Linked DNA regions of Mus musculus: region 1 is linked to region 2. Evidence: chromatin contacts called from public Hi-C data. All regions are on one chromosome and are shown on one strand. Each heading gives the region's core, a stretch centred on a gene start, on an enhancer-like site or on the middle of the called end of the contact. The rest is flanking DNA. Distances are from core to core; before and after follow the strand shown.

Evidence for each region. A called contact is a pair of places that touch in the nucleus more often than the background predicts.
Region 1: a contact with region 2 is called in a Hi-C map of forebrain, with 3 times the contacts expected there. The contact joins two enhancer-like sites. A contact is called at or near these places in 7 of 484 Hi-C or Micro-C datasets (3T3-L1-derived adipocytes, Sertoli cells, cerebellar granule neurons and 3 more), 3 of 115 datasets of contacts at active chromatin or transcription factors (VIP interneurons, cardiomyocytes and liver) and 4 of 9 other capture datasets (adipose tissue, embryonic stem cells, liver and 1 more).

The regions. Positions count from the first base shown.
Region 1 is chr14:122,869,777-122,875,894 of GRCm38.p6, forward strand. The region is part of intron 21 of Pcca (propionyl-Coenzyme A carboxylase, alpha polypeptide); the gene reads left to right. Among named protein-coding and RNA genes, the nearest start is that of Gm46488, 38 kb to the right of the region's middle. Within about 2 kb of position 2,690, at least 11 of the 459 cell types and tissues checked have an H3K27ac peak or open chromatin away from gene starts, as enhancers often do. A contact at or near this core is called in forebrain, where this site is marked.
Region 2 is chr14:122,717,922-122,724,350 of GRCm38.p6, forward strand. All of the region lies in intron 18 of Pcca (propionyl-Coenzyme A carboxylase, alpha polypeptide), which reads left to right. Among named protein-coding and RNA genes, the nearest start is that of Gm46489, 28 kb to the right of the region's middle. Within about 2 kb of position 3,215, at least 25 of the 459 cell types and tissues checked have an H3K27ac peak or open chromatin away from gene starts, as enhancers often do. A contact at or near this core is called in forebrain, where this site is marked.

The DNA.
Region 1 (6,118 bases), core at 1,440-3,939, 150 kb after region 2:
GTTGCCTGACTGGTGACTGCCAGTGGGAAGCCATGTGCTATGTGACAGCGCAGTGTTGGGGTCAGCTCATGTCACAGAACGGTCAGATACTGAGTGGCTTTCTGGTGGTGTTAACTGCATTTTTCAACGAGAGGAACAAATGCTGAGTCAGGGACTGAATCTTTTTTCTGTTACATCAGTATCACTGACCCTGAAGCATTCGGCTCTAAGGTAACTCTGGCATTTAAATGGATGAGACACATGGGCAGGCCCTGAGCACTGCCTCTGGGACCTGGCACTGAGCCTCAGCTGTGATGTAGGAAGTAGGGCACTGTAGTTTTGTTTGTTTAAGACTCCGCTCAGGTTAGCCCAGGTTTGCCTAGAATGTACAGTCCCTTGCACCTGCCACCCGAGCATTGTTTACAGGCCTATGCCATTTTGCCCTACTCGTTTCCCAATCCTTTGCTAGTTTTTCTCTCCCATGGATTTTGAAATCAAACTCAGGGCCCTATGGATGCCAGAGAGACAAGTGCTGTACTACTGTGCTATATCTCCATTCTGCCCTATTCTGATAATGTTTTATTCTGTTGAACAGGACATTGATGGTTCCTTGTAGGCTTTTGTTAATTATCACAATGTGTCAAACATTAAACTATTGACCCTAACCTTACAATGCAGGCGTTGTTAGTCCTAGACAGATATATAGGTCTACTTTATGGTAACAGGCTAATGTAGCTCTGGCTACTCCCTTCAGGTTTCAGTTGTGATAACTTAAGTCAGCTGCCCCAGTTCCTTAGGACATCGCTTGATTGTCTTACAAGTTAAGACAACATTTGCATTTCAGGAGAATGCACTTTATACAGTGTTTCTGAATTGAGCTTTTGTGAGAGATGCCAACTGTTACTGTGAAAAAGGGACATTGGACCACTAACTAACTGATCTACATTTGCTCTCTGTGTAAAATAGTGTTATAACAGTGCTAATTACTAAGCATCTGAATTGTAAAAAAAGTGCACAGCAGTAATTTGCACCTTAAAAAAGTGAAAACACACACAGGGCACATGCTTGATTTATGAACTTCCCAAGGGCATGTTTAGTTGTGGCTCACTCGTGGCTCGACTCTTGTTCAGCATTTGGTTTCTGTGTTTGTGCTCTCTAGACCCTAGAAAGAGCTGTTAGTGAGAGTAGGGTATATAAACAAGGAAGAACATTTGAAGACAAAAGACTGGTGCTATTAGATCAGTATGTGCTCTTATTTATTTGTTTTGCTAGTTTTAGAACAGCTAGAAAAAAATAGCACCTTTGAAGTCCCTTCCTTATAACTGTGATGACCAGATTTTAGGGTTCTGTGGCTCTAGTTACTGTATCAGTGGCTAGTTACTGTTTCAGTGGCTCTAGTTACTGTTTCAGTGGCTAGTTACTGTTTCAGTGGCTCTAGTTACTGTATCAGTGGCTCTAGTTACTGTTTCAGTGGCTCTAGTTACTGTATCAGTGGCTCTAGTTACTGTATCAGTGGCTAGTTACTCTATTAGTGGCTCTAGTTACTCTATCAGTGGCTCTAGTTACTCTATCAGTGGCTAGTTACTGTTTCAGTGGCTCTAGTTACTGTATCAGTGGCTAGTTACTGTATCAGTGGTTCTAGTTATTGTATCAGTGGCAGATGATCATGTTCTGTTTGATTCATTCTCTCTGTGTAATTAGCCTGACAGATCTAAACCAGTCTAGTTTTTTTTTTTTTTTCCTCCTAATATGGAGAAGAATTTCAGGCCCTCAGAAAACTTGAGTTTTGCCTTGTGGGTGGGTCAGAAGCACATGCATCAAGTAACTCAGAAGGGACTCTCCTTAACCATGAGTTATAGTCCAGATGTCCTGGCTGGCCCACACATTCTGGGATTTATAAATGCATTTTCAGATTCATTCAACATACTCGATATTTGACAGGCAGAACTTTTAAAAGAAAATTGTGTTTGTAAGAAGTAAAGTTATTTTTTTTTTCTTGTCTATTGCTGTACTTGAAGGATTCCTGTTCATAGGCAGAAAACAGAGGTTTCAAAGGAACCTTGTCTCCATATGGTTTTCCTCGATAATCCCTTATCCTCCATCTTCAGCTCTCATTCCTTTGCTTTCTTGCCTGTGGCTACATTTCTATCTCTGCATCAATTAGCACAGTGATTTATACAACAAGCAAGCAGTTTAGAGGTAATGGTACACAATTAACATCTCATTCCACCATAAAGGGTATGCTAAACACCCCAGTCATTGCTTTCTCTGCCTGGAATTGAAATAAGTGTTTGTCCTAATTCATAAGCTATCTGATGTGAAGTGGGTCCGCTTTGTACTGCACTACACCATTAATCTAATTATAGATAGCTGCAAATGAAGTGCTGTCGGGGCTGGGAGATTGAAGAAAATAGCCTTTTGTCATTTAGCATGACTCTGTGAAGCAGGATCACACTTTATAGGGTAATGCTGCAAAATGGAAATCTCAGGAATATTGCTGCCTGTTGCATCTTCTCTAATTACTGCAGCATTGTAAACACAACTGGGCGCTGATATAAATAGAGCTGTAGCTATGCTGTCATGTGGGTTGGAGGAGAAAGTCCTTCGAGTGCTGTTGGATTAAATGATGCATCCTGATTGACAGCTACCTTGAGACTGCACTGATGGAGTTGTCACAGAACTATGCTAACAGGCTGAGCCACCACTGCAGCTGCAGGAAGCCTGGGCTGAGACTGGGCTGGCTGGGTATTGGCCTGTTGCTTTAGCTGCAGCCTCCTCCTTCCACCTTGGTTGCTGACTGAACCTTGATGAAGAAGCTACCAGCTCCTGGTCTGTGTGTTTTCAGTATGTTTTCTGGAGATTTCTCTTTCAAAAGATTAGCTAATAGGCTCTGGGTTCAAGGAGAGAAACAGGTGCAGTCCGTGGCTCAGACTGTTGTTTTCCCTCGTGTAAACATGTGCTTTTTCTACAAAGAACTGGGACAAGGAACACACTGATGGCTTCCAAGTCCATGGTGTGGCTTACGTTATAGCTTATAGTTCTCCTGCCTTTCTGCTGAGCTGGCATTTTGAAGACACGCCTCATTTTTATCATTTCCAAAACCTTCGTGCTGATTTTCCCCTGACTGACTTAGGGCTTTAGGGGATCTCACGTCAGGTGAATGAAGATGAGGCTTACAAGTAGAGACTGAAGGGGTGAGGGTGAGTGAGGTGGGAGGAGGTGAGGAACTTTGAATAGGAAGACAGCCTTTGAAAAATGTATCTGCCAGTACATTTGGGAATAGGAAGGGGGTGGATATAGTTTTTGGCCAATGCTTGATAACTTTGAGTTTTCCAGATAACTCAGAGAAAAGCTGGATTGTTGACCTATGACTCTAATGTTGACTAATGTTGCTCTAATGGGCAACAGCTGACATAAAAAAATCAAATCAATTATGGAGCTCATAATTGGACCTGGACGAATGAGTTAGAAGGGAAATTGGAGCTCAGCCCTTCTCCAAGAGAAATCTCACAGGCTCTGAAACTGCAGCTGAAGGCTGTGTAAAGCAGACTGGACTTCATATTCAAAGGCCACACCCTTGAATCATGGAAACTCTGTGTATATGGCTTGAAAAATCACCTGTATATGTAGAGGCTTTGGAAAGGCATTCACAGACTTCAATCTCCATCAGGGGGCCTGCCTCGAGTACTAGACAAATAACAGAGCCCATCAGGTTGGAGCTGATCATACATGGATGGAGTGCTTCTCTGTCCAAAGCTGCTGACTGAGAATCGTGCATATAATCAATAGATTGAGGCATGTTCTCCCACAGGTGGGCAGCCCGCTTGCAGGATGTAGCAGTCAGCAGAGCATATCACTCTGGAAACCTCTCCTGTTCTACCCTGCACTCTCTCCCAAAGCCACAGTGGGTCCTATGCTGGTCCCACGGCCCTCCTCCTAACTGCCCGCTGTGTGCAGTGTTCTCATTGTATCTCCCATGTTTGCTGTTGATTCTTCTTTCTTTTCTTTAAATGTTTGGATGACATTTTCTCACTAGATATGTTTTTACATTATAGACAGCATAAAATGGATTTGTTTGGAGTCTTGGCTTGGGGGGCGATTTTACATAATTGGGTCAAATACCTTCTATGATTATCACATTTGGGTTAAGAAGCCATCTAAACTGCTCCCAGAGAGAGCCTGTTTTCTAATTTACCTGGTGAGGTGTTTTTTTTTTTTTTTTTTTTTTTAAACTTTCCATTCCCATGACAGTGGTTTGGAGACAGCTTCCTAAAACCAGTAGAGGGAAGTGGTTTTACTACTGAGTCCAGAGCTGACCTTTATGGACCTTTTCACCACCATACCCTGGTTCTTCTGGACCCACACGGAATGAAAAACTGTCCTCCTTCATGATTATACTTCTCTCTGTTAGCAGCCAGCCTTTTAAACATCAACACTGTGCTTTGCATGAACACAGACACACCCCTGAACTTACGTAGTTACAGTATCTGAAAACACTTAAGTGCCCATCATAGAAGTAGACTTGAGCTCTGCTATTGCTAGAAAGACCCTTTCCTGAATCCTCAGCTAGCTAACTGCACCTCTCCCCAAGAATCTAGAGAAAACAATGAGTCCCAGTTCAGATGCTAAGCTCTGTAAGTCCTAGTGCAGACTGCAGTGGCCCCCTTTTTGGAGAGCAGGCACTAGGAAACATCTATGGTTGTAACTAGGATGTCTTCTTGGATGGGCCCATGTGCGGCACCAACGAGGCCGGTTCAGACTTTTGACTCTACATACAAACTGCAGGGCCGACAAGAGGCTGTTTTAAGATGGCCTGTGATAATCAGGACAACATCAAAGGTATCCTTAAGAAGTGTAGCTTCTCTCTCTTCTTTTCCTAATCAGAAAGGTCACTTCTGAGTCAGCCATGTTCAACAAGACCTCTCCTGAGGCATCCACTCCTTGTTATTTTTCACTTGTGATTACAATAAGTCATTTATTCCTAAACAGATTTAAGAACAATAAACAAATACAAAAGGGAAAGGAACATCTCATCAATAACAAAGGCTGTGTCTGAAGCACTGAGTTTTGGACTCTTTTACATCTCTTTCCAAGCAAAGCAGGGGCCCTACAGAGAAAGGAATTTAGAAGATATGAAAGTTATAAAAATAGTAAGGGACCCAGTTTTTTGTCAGGATCTGGGCCTCTCAGGAGAAATGGTCTGAAGACAGCCTTAGCTTTGTTCACATTGAGGCTTAGTTGTGAGATAGCTGAAGTATTGGTTCTTAAGCCTATTTGCTGTGGTGAAAAGCTGTTAAATTGTATTCTCAGTATATACTTTTCCTAAATTCATATTTTGAAGTTAAAGAAAACCAGGGGGAAAATAGATCTGAATGCTACAGTGAAAACTAATCCCTGGGGCAGAATGCCAGCTGGTCACGTAGTAGTGACACCCTAGTGATGCTGCTAGAAATGAAACCCGCCTGATGCACACGTACCTCTAGTGCTGCTGGACTTACTGCCCGGTACACACGAGCCTCTAGTGCTGCCGGACTTTCTGTTCCAAGGGAGATAGAGCACAGATACTAAAACTGTGCAATTTGGCCCAATTATGTCCCCCCTTGGTTCCCAAGGATTTAATGAGGGCCTTGGAAGTACAATTCATGGGTGATGCGTAGTCCCTCTGCCCAGGGTGTCGTCAGACTGACAGCAGCCTGCTTTTCCCTTGTCATTTATGACTCAGATGAATTTTAATAGGAGCAAAAAGCTTTTATTTGTGCTGTAATTTCACTTAAGGATCATATCCTTCAGGAACTGGCAGACATTTCTATGTCTTGATTGCAAAACACACACTCAGGAGTAAAGAAACACCCAGAAGATGTTATTATTCAACCTGTCACAGTGTCGAAAATCTGCTTGGAACCTAGGCTATCAAAGCTCTTCTGTGGGGCCTCCCCCACCTGCTTTAAATAGGCCCTGTAAAGAGCCACTTGGAGAGTGCCACTGTCCCCAGGCAGAATCAAAGTGGGAATCAGATTCTGCCTCGGCCTCCCTGCCAGCATGATGCCCACAGGAGGCTTTGAGTTACAGCAGCTTTCCTCCAACAAAATGGAGCTGCCCAGTGGGTGCTGCTTCTGTCCTCCCCAGAGAGACCGGATCT
Region 2 (6,429 bases), core at 1,965-4,464:
CACAGATTGAGGACCACTGGTAAAGGCAAAAGGTGAGATAAACCCTCTCCTCCCCAAGCTCCATTTAGTCATGGTGTTTCATCACAGCAATAGAAACCCTAAGACAACCCCTCTTAACAGCTCACCAGAAGAGACAATCACAATCTCTTATAAGGAGCAATTAGAAAAATTAGTAATGTTCAACTCTTTAACTCACTTGGGACCCATTTAATAATTGTTGTTGATAAAGAGAACTAGTGAGTTCAGGCATAGTAGCTTGCACTTTTAATCCCAACGCTTGGGAGGCTGGGGTAGAAGGATTGCTGAGTTTGAGCACACTGTAGACTAGATAGTGAGTAATGAGCTGGCTAGAACTACATAGTGAGACCCTCTTTGGGGTGGGAGGGTGAAGGAGAGAGGTGAGAAAGAGAGAAAGAATTAATGGCATTTATATTTTGTGTTAAACAAACAGTGGCATTTATCACTGTAGCCATTTCCAAGTGTTTAGGTTTGTAGTGTCAACTATAGCAACCATTTATGTAGTAGCCCTAGAGCTTCTTTGTCTTGCAGAACTGAAAGTCTGTAGGCCCAGAGCTGCCACTCTGCTCCTTGTTTTCACAAGTCTGACTGATTTATTACTACTTGCCTGCCTTCCTGTCTTCCCTCCCTCCCTCCCTCCCTCCCTCCCTCCCTCCCTCCCTTATTGTGCTGGATAATTTTATGTCAGGTTAACACAAAGTAGAGTTATCTGAAAGGAGGGAACCACGGTTGAGAAAATGCCTTTATAAGTTCCTGCAGTAGGGCAAATTTAATTAGTGATCGATGGGGAAGGGCTCGGGTCTTTGTGGGTGGTGCCATCCCTGGGCTGGTGGTCCTGGGTTTTATAAGGAAGTAGGCTGGGTAAGCCATGGGTACAAGCCAGTAAAGAACACTTTTCCATGGCCTCTGTATCAGCTCCTGCCTCTAGGTCCCTGCTCTGTTCTAGTTCTTGTCCCAGCTTTCTCCAGTGATGAGTTGTGATGTGGAGGTGTCTGCCAAATAAACTCTTCTCTTCCCAACTTGCTTTTTGGCCATGGTGTTTCATTGCAGCAATAGAAATTAAGACATGTGTTTTCTTCTTCCCCTTCCCATCCTTCCTCCCTCTGAGTGGGACAGGGAAGAGCCCTGATTCTTGAGTTAAGACTGAGGGTTGTACCCTGTGGGGAGTCTAGAGCCATTGTAAATTTTCAGCCAGGAGCTTGCTGCGGTGTAAGTACCAACAAGACTTTTTGACTTCAGGTTTAGAAACAGTTTGTAACCTGGTTAAAAATGGAAGCTGGGAGACCAGTAAAAGAGACAGTAGTAGCCAGGGTGTGGGCCTGGGAGCTCTCTAGCACCCACCTCTTTTAGATGGGGAGGATATGATAACAGACTTTGAGAGGAGCAGTAGAAGAGTGTAGAGAGCGAGGCATGGCTGAGCCCACATGCCAGGAGCAGACTTACAGTACGTTAGGAGGTGGAGGCAGAAGATTTAGATTGGCCTTCTACATAGATATATAAAGTCTTGTGCCTTACTTTGATTTTATGGAAAAGTGAGCATTCCACTTAAAAGGACAGCTTTAAAAATATACCATTATATTGTCAATGTTTTGGCATATTAATGTTCTTCAAAATTGTAGTTTTGAAAAACCGTGCATTAGCACTATAAAAATTAACATATGGTTGAAAATCTTGTTCTAATGGAAATAATAGAGAGGTAATTTGCATGAAGACGCCTTACAGAACGTGAGGGTACACCCCCACATCTCTTCGGCACGGAAAAGATGGCCTCTGACTTATGGCCTGTCCTACGTGAGATTTTTCAGGGTTGGAAATTGTGAGTTGCTTTGGTTGTTTTGGCCCCTTCACCCAGTGCTGAACTGTGAACGGTTGGCATGGTGCAGCAGGTGGGACCAGGGCCTAGTGAGGTGCCAGGAGTTTGGCTCCAGCTTCATGGTAAGGTACAAACAAGTGATACAAACTGCTTTGCCAAACTGCTTCAACCTTTGCCTTCATTTTACTGTCTGAGTAACAGCAGAATTGGCTTCTTTCAGGTTCTCCAGCTTCTTCTGCAATGAGCTTGTTTGAATTGAACAAGGTCACAGAGTTTACTTCATTCCCATAACTACGAGTTCAGTTGTTAAAGTCTCAGAGCCAGAATGTTCTCATGAGCTGTAGTAATATTGATGAAAACAGCTCAGCCTACAATGTGGCTCAGTGTGTGACCTTACCCTGTGCTCTGGCTTAGAGGGACATCTCAGGCATCTGACTAGCCACACAGCCTGCCCCAACCAGTTTAACCTTTGCAAGCACAGTCCTCTAAGGGGAAATTACATTCTCTTGAATTACCTCTGTGTGTTGTGTTGACATCTGTGTTGTACATTCTTTTCTCATCTGGCTTCCTGATAAAATGGAGAATCAATGTCCTAATGATTTCTACCTGACAGATGCAATTATCTGAGGTTTTTCCTGCTATTGAAAGGCAGTGGCCTTTCCCGGTCTCGGATGTGATTTGTAGTTGTTCTTAAGTTTCCATCTGGAGGGTGAGTTTCATGTTTCAAATAGGATTTTAACCATTGAATGCTAATTGGGGAAAGGAACACAGGAAAAACTAGCCTTGCGAAAATCATTTCTGAGAAATAGCCAATATTATCATGTAGTTTGCATTAGAGGAGGGTTAGTTTCCTGGATTTAAAAAGATATGTCACACTTACACCACCTATGAAATAAAACAACTTTTATATCATACTTGATTCATTTACATTCTCAATTAGGTCATGTTTTTACAATAATGAAGTGATGTGTTGATGGCTGACTGCATACTTTGCATATTTGCGAACACTCGTGGCCATGCAACATCTTTGGAAATACACACTTCCATTTGAGCAACCAACGCACTGAAAGCATCAAGAGGAGACGAGGAGAGAAAAACATGAATTCAGCCACACTCCTTTTGGCTTTTTACTATTACTGTTGCTGTTTTCAGTTATTTACTATGACCCTGTCTTGTCCGAGTTAGAATCACAGAGATCCCAAGAATGAAATCATAAATGTGTAAGGTGACACATCTGTAATATTTGCTGAATATAACATTTTAAAATATTTTTTCTTCAGTTTGGTTGTTCTGCAAGGGCTAGATGTCAGAACAGCCTGCTATTGTGGGAGGACCTCTGTCTCCCCTGCCCTGATGGCAGACGCTCACGCACATTGCATCAGTATTATTGTAATTCTGTGGCTGCAGGATACTTGGCAGCTGGTGCACCCCACTGGCAAATCCTATTCATTCTCCTCTCCCATTCACCATTGCCATTGGAGAATTGATTTCTCTCTTCTCTACTCTAACCTTTCCCAATTCATTTCGGATTGTTCAATGTGAAACATTTTAATTTCATATCATACAGCTATTCATCTCACAATCCCTTTTTTAACCTGTCACCAGGGTAACAGCATAGCATGCTTTCTTTAGGCAATCAAGTTTTTATTTCACATGCTTAATGTTGCATTAAATGTTTGCATTTTGTTTAACCCCCATTAAATACTTTGAACTCTGGATATGTTTTATAGGGTAATGAAATCCCTGATTTTTGAATTGAAACTAAATCAACACCATCAGTGCATGTATAAGAAAATGTCAAAAGATTAATTTGCATAATACAAAGATGATTGTTAAAAATCCAAGTTAGCCGATCTGTGCAAAGTCATTTTCAGTAGGAAAAGGAGCAGTATTTGTATATTTATGTTTGGCCTTGTTCCAACAAGGAATTTAAAATTGGTTTAGAGAGATTTGCCAAGGAGAGAAATGCAGTATTGAAAAGAGGATGGAATTAGTACAAATGGGAAATAGGGTTTCTGAAGATATTGCTTAATTTTTCTGCTTGCTTCTTCCTGTATTTATGCATAAAAGAACATAATGATTTAGGTGTTTAATGACAGGTGGAGCAATGAGTTGTACCAGAGTGAGATGAAAGCTTGCTCCAGGAGCTCGATTTGGGGGTTGTGTTCGTTATTATCTGCTTGTCAGCTCACTTCCTTATTGCCTCTCCCTGAGGTGCCACGGAATATGCAGACGGAACAGTGTGTGCCCAAGTCTGACCTTTTGAAGCAACTTGGCTAGGTTGATGTTTCTTTTACCTTTTTCATCTTCACCCCAAGCAAGGATTTCAGTGTAATCTGTCCTAGAAATAAATTCTGTAAAATTTAGAAAATACAAGAACTATAAATAAAACTCTAGGGACAATAATGAGAGACTAATGAGTCATGTTGTTTGAGACTCTGGTTGTTTTAAATGATACTGATGTAGTAGTTGTTCATGTTTATACTTAGATCCTATTTTATAGTTGTTAATATTTTCTTGGTAATAGGACAAAGTGAATTAAGCTTTTTGTGTTATTGTTTTTTAAAAGAACTCTGAAGTGTATATATATCTTAGAGGTATATTTTAATGTTTATTTTTTGCCTTCAATTGCTTCTCTATACAAATTCTGCTTTGCTTTCTTGTTCTGTGGGTCTAGAAAACACTGGCCCGAGTGACCAGTGCTATGACCACCACTTCACAGAGCTCTACTCCTTTATGTACATTCTTCTTTTCATGCTGATAGCCTTTTGTCTTCAGAAGTAGTTACTAAGTCATTCTAAAAGTCACAGATAGTGCCCATATGATAAGATGCAAGAATTTATGACAAGAACAGAGTCATCCCTTCTTTTAGTAACACTAATGTCAAATATGATAGATGGTTATCCAAATGTCAAAGTAGAAGAGAGATGTCTAGATTGTTTTCTAGAGAGAAGGAGTCTAAATAATCTAAATTTCTTTCTTTTTACTTTTTTAAAATTTAATTAATTTTTAAACTTATTCACTTTACATCCTACTCACTGCCATCCTTCCAGTCATCCCTCTCACAATCCTTTCTCCATCCAACATTCCCCTTCTCCTCTGAGTGGGTGCCTCCCCACGCCCCGGTATTCACTCACCCTGGTACTTTAAGTCTCTGCAGTGCTGAGCACTTCCTCTCCTGTTGAAGCCAGACAAGGCAGCCCAGCTAGAAGAATATATCACACAGACAAGCAGCAGTTTTGAGGATAGTCTCCCCTCACCCTGTTCCAGTTATTTAGGACCAACAGGAAGACTAAGCTGCACATCTGCTACATATTTGCAGGGAGGCCTAGGTTCAGCCCTTGTATGTTCTGAGAGCATCAAGGGTCCAGGTTAGTTGACTCTGTTGGCATTCCTGTGGAATTCTTATCCTCGAGCCCACGACCCTTCTTCCTATTTTTCCATAAGAGTCCCCAAGTTCCATCCACTGTTTGACTGTGTCTGTATCTGTCTAAGTCAGCTGCTGTGTGGAGCCTCTTAAAGGACAACTTGCTCCTGTCTGCACGCATAACAGAGTATCATTAATAGTGTCAGGAATTGGTGCTTGCCCATAGGATGGGTCTCAAGTTGGGCCTGTAATTGAATGGTCATTCCCTCTGTCTCTGCTCCATCCCCCATGCCTCCATTTCTTGTAGTCAGGATAAATTTTGGGTTGAAATTTTGTGGGAGGGTTGGTGTCTCTATTGCTCCACTGGGGTTCCTGCCTGGCTACAAGAGGTGTAGCCAGGTTCCATATCACCAATGTAGTGAGTTAGAGCTAAGGTCACCCCCATTGATTCTTGAATGCCTCTCTTATCCTAGGTTTCTGTCTCATCCTGGAAATGCCTCCCACCTTCTCACCCCTGTCAGTTGCAGATTTCCATTAATTTTCATTGACAAAATCTAGTCATCTTTCCTGTCCTTCCCCCGTCCTGATCCTGGACCCCCATCCCTTCCCCCACCCTTCCAGTTCCCTCCGTTCATCCGCCTCTTATGACTATTTTATTTCCTCTTCTGAGTGAGATTCAAGCATCCTCACTTGGGCCTCCCTTCTTGTTTAGCTTCTTTGGATCTGAGGAATGTCACATGGTACCTGTATTTTATGGCTAATAAGCACTTATAATTGAGTACATACCATGCATGTCCTTTTGGGTCTGGGCTACCTCACTCAGGATGATATTCTCAAGTTCAATCCATTTGCCTGCCAAATTCATAATGTCATTGTTTTTAATTTCTTAATAGTACTCCACTGTGTAGATGTACCGTGTTTTCTTTATCCACTCTTCTGTTGAGGGACTTTAGGTTGTTTGCAGTTTTTGGTTATTACTAATAAACCTGCTATGAACATAGTTGAGCAAGTGTCTTTGTGGGATGTTGGAATATCTTTTTGGTATATTCCCAGGAGTGATATAGCTGGGTCTTGAGGTAGAACTATTTGCAGTTTTCTGAGAAACTGCCAAATTGATTTCCAAAGAGGTTGTACAAGTTTGCACCCCCACCAGCAATGTAGGAGTGCTCCCCTTGCTCCAGATACTTATCAGCATGTGCCATCTATTGAGTTTTTAATCTTAGCCATTCTT